Linked DNA regions of Mus musculus: region 1 is linked to region 2. The links are chromatin contacts, called in public Hi-C maps. All regions are on one chromosome and are shown on one strand. The core of a region is the stretch at or near the end of the contact, and the rest is flanking DNA. Distances in the headings are between cores, read along the strand shown.

What was found. Hi-C and Micro-C count contacts between places; a contact is called where the count stands out from the background.
Region 1: a contact with region 2 is called in a Hi-C map of cortical neurons, with 4 times the contacts expected there. The contact joins the promoter of Cyren here to the enhancer-like site in region 2. A contact is called at or near these places in 4 of 39 promoter capture datasets (cranial neural crest, embryonic stem cells, frontonasal cranial neural crest and 1 more), 8 of 484 Hi-C or Micro-C datasets (the HPC-7 cell line, the N1E-115 cell line, cerebral cortex and 4 more), 6 of 115 datasets of contacts at active chromatin or transcription factors (T-cell acute lymphoblastic leukemia, astrocytes, embryonic stem cells and 2 more) and 1 of 9 other capture datasets (embryonic stem cells).

What each region holds. Positions count from the first base shown.
Region 1 is chr6:34,875,827-34,879,679 of GRCm38.p6, reverse strand. It overlaps Cyren (cell cycle regulator of NHEJ), which reads left to right and starts at 1,615. Exons shown (of 4, transcript NM_001135611.1): 1 at 1,615-1,780; 2 at 2,909-3,141. The coding sequence starts at 2,996.
Region 2 is chr6:34,291,401-34,294,993 of GRCm38.p6, reverse strand. No RefSeq gene overlaps it. Among named protein-coding and RNA genes, the nearest start is that of Akr1b3, 24 kb to the left of the region's middle. Within about 2 kb of position 1,968, at least 53 of the 459 cell types and tissues checked have an H3K27ac peak or open chromatin away from gene starts, as enhancers often do. A contact at or near this core is called in the N1E-115 cell line, T-cell acute lymphoblastic leukemia, cerebral cortex and 3 more, where this site is marked.

The sequences.
Region 1 (3,853 bases), core at 366-2,865, 590 kb before region 2:
GAAGGGGTCAGTCCGTTCTCTGCCGTGTCTCCACTCCGACTGACACACAGCCTCATCGTCTGCCTCACCCAGCTTTGTGGGCCTGGGTTCCGCCTGAGTCAGGAGCCCGTGATTTAATTTCCTCTGGTTTTCCTGTCTTATGGCGTGCTCTTTCTTCCAGCATGTTCCCCACAACTTGCTGAACCAGTGGTTTTAAGGCTCAGAGACAGAAAGAACATTCCAGAGCTTGTTCCTCCCCAACCCCTCCCAGGAAGAATGCATCCTTCAAAGCGCCTCTTTGGAACCCCTGAGGGCCTTAGTAGGGCTCTGTCCTTTGCTGTCCTTGAGTGAAGGTGTTGTGGGGCACAACCAAGAAGGCAGGTCACACTGCAAACCTTGAGTCACTCTTCTGGGGGCTGAGAACCTCGCCTGGCAGGTGCAAGTCTGCATTTCCCTCCCTGTGCCCTGGGGCCCTGTCTCTGCTGAGCCCCAAACCCATGCCCAGGAGCTCGGTGTGGGGTCTGGAAGTACAGTCACGATTACAGTGCCTGCTGACTAAATGAAGCTGACGGACACTTGTTACTATAGCCAATAAATTTATCTGCCAATTTAAAAATAATAAAACCCATGTGGACTCCAGCACAGGCAAGTCTCCTAGCTTGGTCTTTCCCTCCTGCTGCTGGGGTCTTTGCTGACAACAGGCTCTGTATGCAGCCACACAGGTCTTTAGCCTTATTTGCTGGGTGGCCATGGAGAAGTTTTAAGAGATGTGCAGGGTCGGGAGAGTTATTAAGAATCAAAGGAATCCAAGAATGGAAGGATGCCCTCTCACCCAGCATTAGGCTTGCTTGGCTCACATCAGATGAGGTAGAGGGCCCGCCCTATTTACAGTCAATGAATGCTACTTTCTTGACAGCTAGGGGCTGCCCTCCCAGAAAGGTGGCAGCCTGGCCTGGTTCAAGAGCAGCTAAAATGACTCTAGGGGTCATCTGTGGGATTGGAAGCCATTGGTTTATCCCATTAAGAGTTGGGGCCTTTAATTTCCTGGTCCGAGCTATCAGTTTAGGATTGAGGATTAGCATTAGGGAAAGGCTATGGAGAAACCGTGCTCAATAGGGGAGCTGTGGGTGCCCCAGTCCAGAGTGCGGTGTTGACCTGCTGTTGTAAATCGAACTTGGTCACTCTTGATTTCTCCGTTTGGGGGCAGACAGAATCAGATCTGAGGTTTCCTTTGCTCCAGCGCTCCAGAGAAGAACCTCCCCTGTGAGGGCCTCCTACTGTGTTTTTTTCAGTCGTCTTCCTTGGCTTTTTCCCCAACCACCCAGGTTGCCTTAAAATCATGCATGCGTTTAGCTGAAAGATTCCGGACACCTGGGAGCTAGCTTGGCGCCTCCTCCACTTCTGCAGAGGGAACCTTTCTTTGCTTCCCCTAGTTACTGACTCTGGCCGCTAAGAACCAACGGCTGCGCCTCCGTCACAACAGCTGACAGAAACAGGAGCCTGCGGATGTGACCCGCGGTCTGCAGGGGGCACCCGGGGCCCTAGCGGCCAGCCAGCGCCCGGGTCCGGAGCGCGCACGCCGGGAGCGCGCAGGAGCCGGAAGGGGCGGGCGGTGGGATGCGTGCGCGTCTCGCAGTTCTGAATCCCCGGAACCCACGGGAAGGACCGCAGCGCTGCCCTCCCCTCTTGCCCACGGTTCCATCCTGTCCCCAGGCCCCCGGCTCTGCGCCCTCTGCGGTAGGGAGGGAGTGGCGCGGCCAGCTCCGCGCTAGTGCAGCGACGTCCCGCGTGTGCCTTCTGGGTGAGATTTTCCAGGGACCCAACGGGCCCGACCCGATCAGCGCTGAGCTCCAGAAACCTTGCGGCGGGCAGGACCTGGCTGCTGGCTCGATGGTCGATATCCAGCTTTCTACGACTTTGTGCACGCTAATTCTTAACCACGTCTGTTTCTCGTCTATAAAATGGACATGATACACATGTACTGCCGGGTCTGACTCATTTCTGTACACTGTCACTCACTGGATGGTATTCCTCTTAATCGACTTCTGTTCTGTGGCTGGACAAGTTGTTTGGTTTAAATGAAGTTATAAACAGTCATTCTGGATGAGCCAAAATTGTCTACTGGTGTATGTTGGGGGCAGGGGGAGCACTGCCCATTGAAATGTGTGAATTAGAAAGCCTGGGGGATTTAGTAATTGATATGTTTTGTAAAATGTGGTATGGGAGGGAGGGAGGGGGTGCCTTAAGCGGGCCCAAGCTGAACCCCCTCCTACTCCCAGGTATCAGCCATATGATGGGTCTAGTATAAAAAGAAGTTTATTTGGGGACATGAGAAGGGGGGTTGAGAAGGGAGTAGAGGCAGAGAAAGAGGGGACAGAGAGGGACAGAAAGAGAGAGAGGGACAGAAAGAGAGAAAGGGAACAAAGAAGAGGGAACATGTGGAGAGAGAAGTGGGGAGGGGGGTTCAGAGAGCATGAGAGAGGCCAGATAGTCCTTTTATAGCAAGCCAGGTTTGTACCTGGCTGTTGCTAGGTAGTTGAGTGGAGCCTAGAAGGAACGTTAGCATGCTAACAGTAACCAAATCACAGTAGAGGTGAGAAGTTTGTGACATAGATGGAGATGGACGATTGGGCCAGAATCCCCTTTCTTCCTTCCTTTGGGCTGTAGAAATGACAGGAAAGCATTTCTTGTTGCTGCAACTGCCTGTGTGGGGCACAGAGCAGGGGAGGGGCTACAGATATCTGTCTGCAGGCCCCATGTCCTATCTGCTGCTAGTCCTCCATGTGACACAGTGTACATGGCTTGGCCTTCTGGGCTCTGCTCACCTCTGGGTCACCTCAGGTCTGCCCTACACTGACTAGTAATTACTGCTGGTAAGTTGGAAGAGCGTTGACTTACTAGAATCTACTGACTTGGTTCCTCCTTGTAGGCATTGAAGATCGGCACCCACTGGGGTCAGATGAGCCTGGTGTGACAAGAGAGTGTGAGTTTTGGTCCTGTTCTAGAGAAGCAAGCCATGGAAACCCTAAAATCCAAGACCAAAACGAGGGTCCTCCCCTCTTGGATGACAGCCCCTGTGGATGAGAGAAAGGTTGTATCAGTGAAGACAGCCACAAGGAAGCAGACAGCCGCCTGGGCCCAGAGAGTGGGGGCAGCAACAAGGTAGCTAGCTGGCCTGTCTGTCAGAGTGGGCGGGGCAATGAAATCCGTCCTTCCAGCAGAGCCCATCGCTCTCAGCTTGCCCCTCACAGAGAAGCACCACCACGTGAGTGTGTGCTGGTGAGCTCTGTCCTGCCGTCTAGCTGTTGATGCAGGCAGTGAGCTCTGCCTACAAACCATGCCTACACCCCAGGAACCAGTTGTTCAAAGTGCTTATCTCTTCTTCATTGGTGACAAAAGCAAGATCAATGGATCTGAAGTCTAGTCACCTGAGTGGTGCCTGTCTTTCCTGTACACAGGGCTTTTCAGTCAGTCAGTCAAGAAATCTGACATTGCAGAAGTGACGGGTGAATGCTGGTAGTCAGGGCGGGGAGAGCTTATCAAGTAGGAGGGAGGGAGCAGCCATTCTCTCAGAAACAGGGGCAGGAGGCTTTCAGGGCCACACTTGCTGGCTCTTTCCTGTTCCTTACGTAGTTGTCACAGCCCCAGTCACATTCATGTACAAACTGGGCTCTGGCCTGATGGCCTGTACTGGCTATGTCCTCTGTTTGCTTTTGAGACAGTGTCTCTCTCTGTAGCCTAGGCTAGCCTGGAACTTACTATTTAGGTCAGACTGGCCTGGAACTCACAGAGTTCCACCTGCCTCTGCCTCCCCAGTGCTGGGATTACTGTGTGCCACCACACTCAGCCGTCCACTGTGTGTTTCAAGGAGTAA
Region 2 (3,593 bases), core at 719-3,218:
TAGTCCCTTCTGACTGTGAATGTAATGGGACCAGCTGCTTCAAGTTTCAGACCCCTTCCTTGATTCTCTGCCATGATGGTCTAACCCAGAACTGTGAATCAGAATAAACCTTCTCTCTCTTAAATTGTTGTCACAGCAACAGGAAAATACACTAAGACACTCACCTATAATCACCTATACTGATATCCTCTTAGTCCTGAGCACATCATTTTGGATACTCATCATCAATTAGTGGAACAGTCTGGACTACAGACCCACCGTTTCATCTTCCAATGGGAAACCACAAGGGAGCCGGAGGCCTCCTCTCTAATTTGGGGAGCAGTGAGGAAAATGCGTGGGTTTTCTCTTCCCTTCCCATCCCCAATCTCAATCCGACAAAGTAAGTCCTTCTTGATTACTCTGTTTAATTATACACCAACTCATTACAAAGGGGGTTCTGATTCCTGTTTGTTTGTTTGTTTGTTTGTTTGTTTTTTGACAGGGTCTCTCTATGTAGCCCTGACAGCTGGGAACTTGCTTTGTAGACCAGGCTAGCCTTGAATTCAGAGCCTCTCCTGTCTCTGCCTCCAAAGTGCTGAGATTAAAAGTGTACCATGCCCAGCTCTGGATATTTCTCTCTCTCTCTCTCTTTCTCTCTCTCTCTCTTAGTGGTTTTAGAGCTTTATTGTAGAAAGGCAGGGGGAAAGAGAGCAGGTAGAAAGACAGAGGCTGGCCATGGCCACGTGGAGAGAGATGGGGAGGGAGAGAGAGAGAAGGAGGGCTAGAGATGAGAGTAGGAAAGGTGAGAGCTTAAAGAGCCAGCTCTGGTTTTTTTACTATTTATTTTATGTGTGCGTGTGTTTGCATGTGTGTACACACACATGACACAGCGAGCATGTGGTGGTCAGAAGACAACTTATGAAAGTCAATTCTGGTTCCCTTCTTTGACTGTGTGGGCTCTGGGGATCGAACTCAAGTCATCAGGCTTGGAGGCGAGTACCTTTACCCACTGAGCCATCTCACCACCTTCAGGTTCTGACTCTTAAAAGGTGTTTAAGGAAAAAAAAAAAGTCTTCCACGAAAAACAAAGTTGGATGCCTCAGGACTCTCTGCTTACTTCCTGCACTTGGGTAATGATCAGTGGGTGTTGAGTATGGAGACCTAGTTATGTGGCCAACTTCCTTCCGCACACTGAAAAGCATGGAAAGATTACTCCATCTCTCGCATGACAATCTAGAAGGGACTCCTCAGGCATCATCTGGAAGCTGGTGGCATTTTCCTTTAGAAAGAGGGGAATGAGTCCTACGAAAGATAATGAACGTACCTATTTCGTGCACATTGTTCCTATGTCCTATTCAATTGCATCTCACTTCCTGGATTTCTCTGGAGGAAAGTAGAAGAGATGGGCTAAGATGTCTGTGCCTATAACTTCTTACCTTTCCACTTTACAGTAGAGAGGCTACTTTCTCTGTGTGCCCGTAGAGAGCAGTCTTCGCAAAGTCTTGCCTGCAGGGAAACATGAGGTGATAACCGCCTGATGGTGACAGAGGACAGGAAAGGATTGCATATTTTATAGACTGCAGGGAGGTGATATTCCCATTCACACGAAGGCAATTAGGCAGCACAAAGGGCCTGGCCTCTACTCTATGCTGCTGAAATCTTCCTTGACCCAGCTTCTCCTCTGTCCATGTACGTGACTAAATTCCTCTTGGATAGGGTGGAGTACATACATTGCCCTCTCTCTGGTTCCTGTCTGCTCCCTGGCCTGCCTGTTTCATCAGAACTCACCTGACAGTGCCTCTGTGGTCTAAGTGGGTTTAAGTCAAGCACTTGGGCTGAGCACCCTTTACAAGGCCAAAGCCAAGCCAAAGCCAAGCAAAGGCAGACGGGAGCCTTGTTCCTCCTGCTCAGGCTGTGTGAGACAAAGGCCGTTTCCGTCCATGCTTACCACCTCCTAGCCTCCTAAGCTTATAGCACGGTGTGTGCCTCCCTCTGCTGGCTAAGCTGGATCAACACTTCTGTTTTAGTGATTGTACGTGGAGAGACCCTTCCTGGCAGTACCACTGTCTAAGCCACTAACAGAAGGAGCGGGTACAACACTAAGCCCTTGGTATACACCACCTCCAACCCTCACCGAGAGTTTGTGAGGGAGGTAGCGTTGCTCCCACCAAACAAGAACCACTCTTAACGTATACAGAATGCATGCAGTTTGAGGAGGAGGGAAGGAGGTGCAGACACAGCAAGCTCCGTGTTCCGAGCCACTGTGTAAATACATGATCCCTACAGGGTGTGTGTCGCACAGCTTGCCCCAGTTGACAGACATGGCAGGCCAGTCATGCCTTGCTATTCCCAACAATCCACCTGCTAATGACCCCATATATCATCTCCCCCTTCTCTTGTGTCCAGAAACCAAATTCATGAGCACCCCGGTCCTTTCCCTTTACATCCTTGTGTCGTTTGCTCCCTTTATGCCTGCCTCACACTTATGCAGCGATATTGAAACCAGATAGAATTCAACAGATTTGTCCATACTGACTGGAGGGGAATGAGATTTGACGGTGGATGTAAAATAGGAAGAGAAGTGATCACATGACCTTTTCACTAATGGAAACCACAGCTGGTAATAACCCTCTTATATTACCTTTCCTCTCTGGGGCTTTCCAGAAATATCTTGTAAAATAAAAACCTCAAACCACACAGGCATTCCCTCTCTTGGTGCCTGTGTTGTTACTAACTCTTCTGCTTGCCGCCTGCCTCTCCTGAGCTGCTCACCCCTCTCTGCAGTGTCTGCTGTTTCCTTTTTCTCTTGCCAGCCTGGGACTCGGATGGCCTCCGCCTCCTCTTCACCTGGCTCATTGGCCTATTCCTGAGGTCTCCCTTCTTTTCTGGGTTTCTGCTCTTTTACTAGAGCTTCTATTCTGTCTCCACCCCACCCTACAAGCCTCTGAGCTCTCTAAGGCATTTAGTCAATATTCCTAGGACCCAAATCCCCACTACTGGGTTAGGGGGACCCTTTAGAGTTTGGATCAGATCCACTGATTTCCTTACGTTACTAAAATCTCAGCAGTGATCTGGGTTCACCCATCTCCAAAGAAGAAAACTGAGGCTTACAAAAACATGTTTATCTGTACTCTCTCCCTGTTGATGGGCACATTTGAAATACCAAACTAATACTCGCTCTTCAACGGCATTCTTCACTCTTGCTTACCCAAGGACCCCCCTACACTGTCGTGTTCACAGTCTTAAACGTACATGTTTAGAATACTTGGTCCCCAGTTGGTGGTGCTGTTTGGGGCTGTTTAGGCGATGTAGCCCTGCTGAAGGAGAGATACCACTGAGGCGGGCCTTGAGAGTTCATAGACTTGCCCTACTTCAGTTTACTCTCTCTGCATAACTTGTGGTTCAAGATGGAGGCTCTTAGCTGCCTTGTCTTGGTGTCACGACGGCCCCTTGCTACCGTGCCTTCCCACCATGATGGATTTGTATCCTTCTACAGTTGAAATAAATTCCTTCCATGGATTGCGTTGGGTCATGGGGCTTTATCACAGCAACAGAGAAGTAACTAACACAAATCATTATAAAATGATTCTCTTTTACAACACCATTTAGCTACA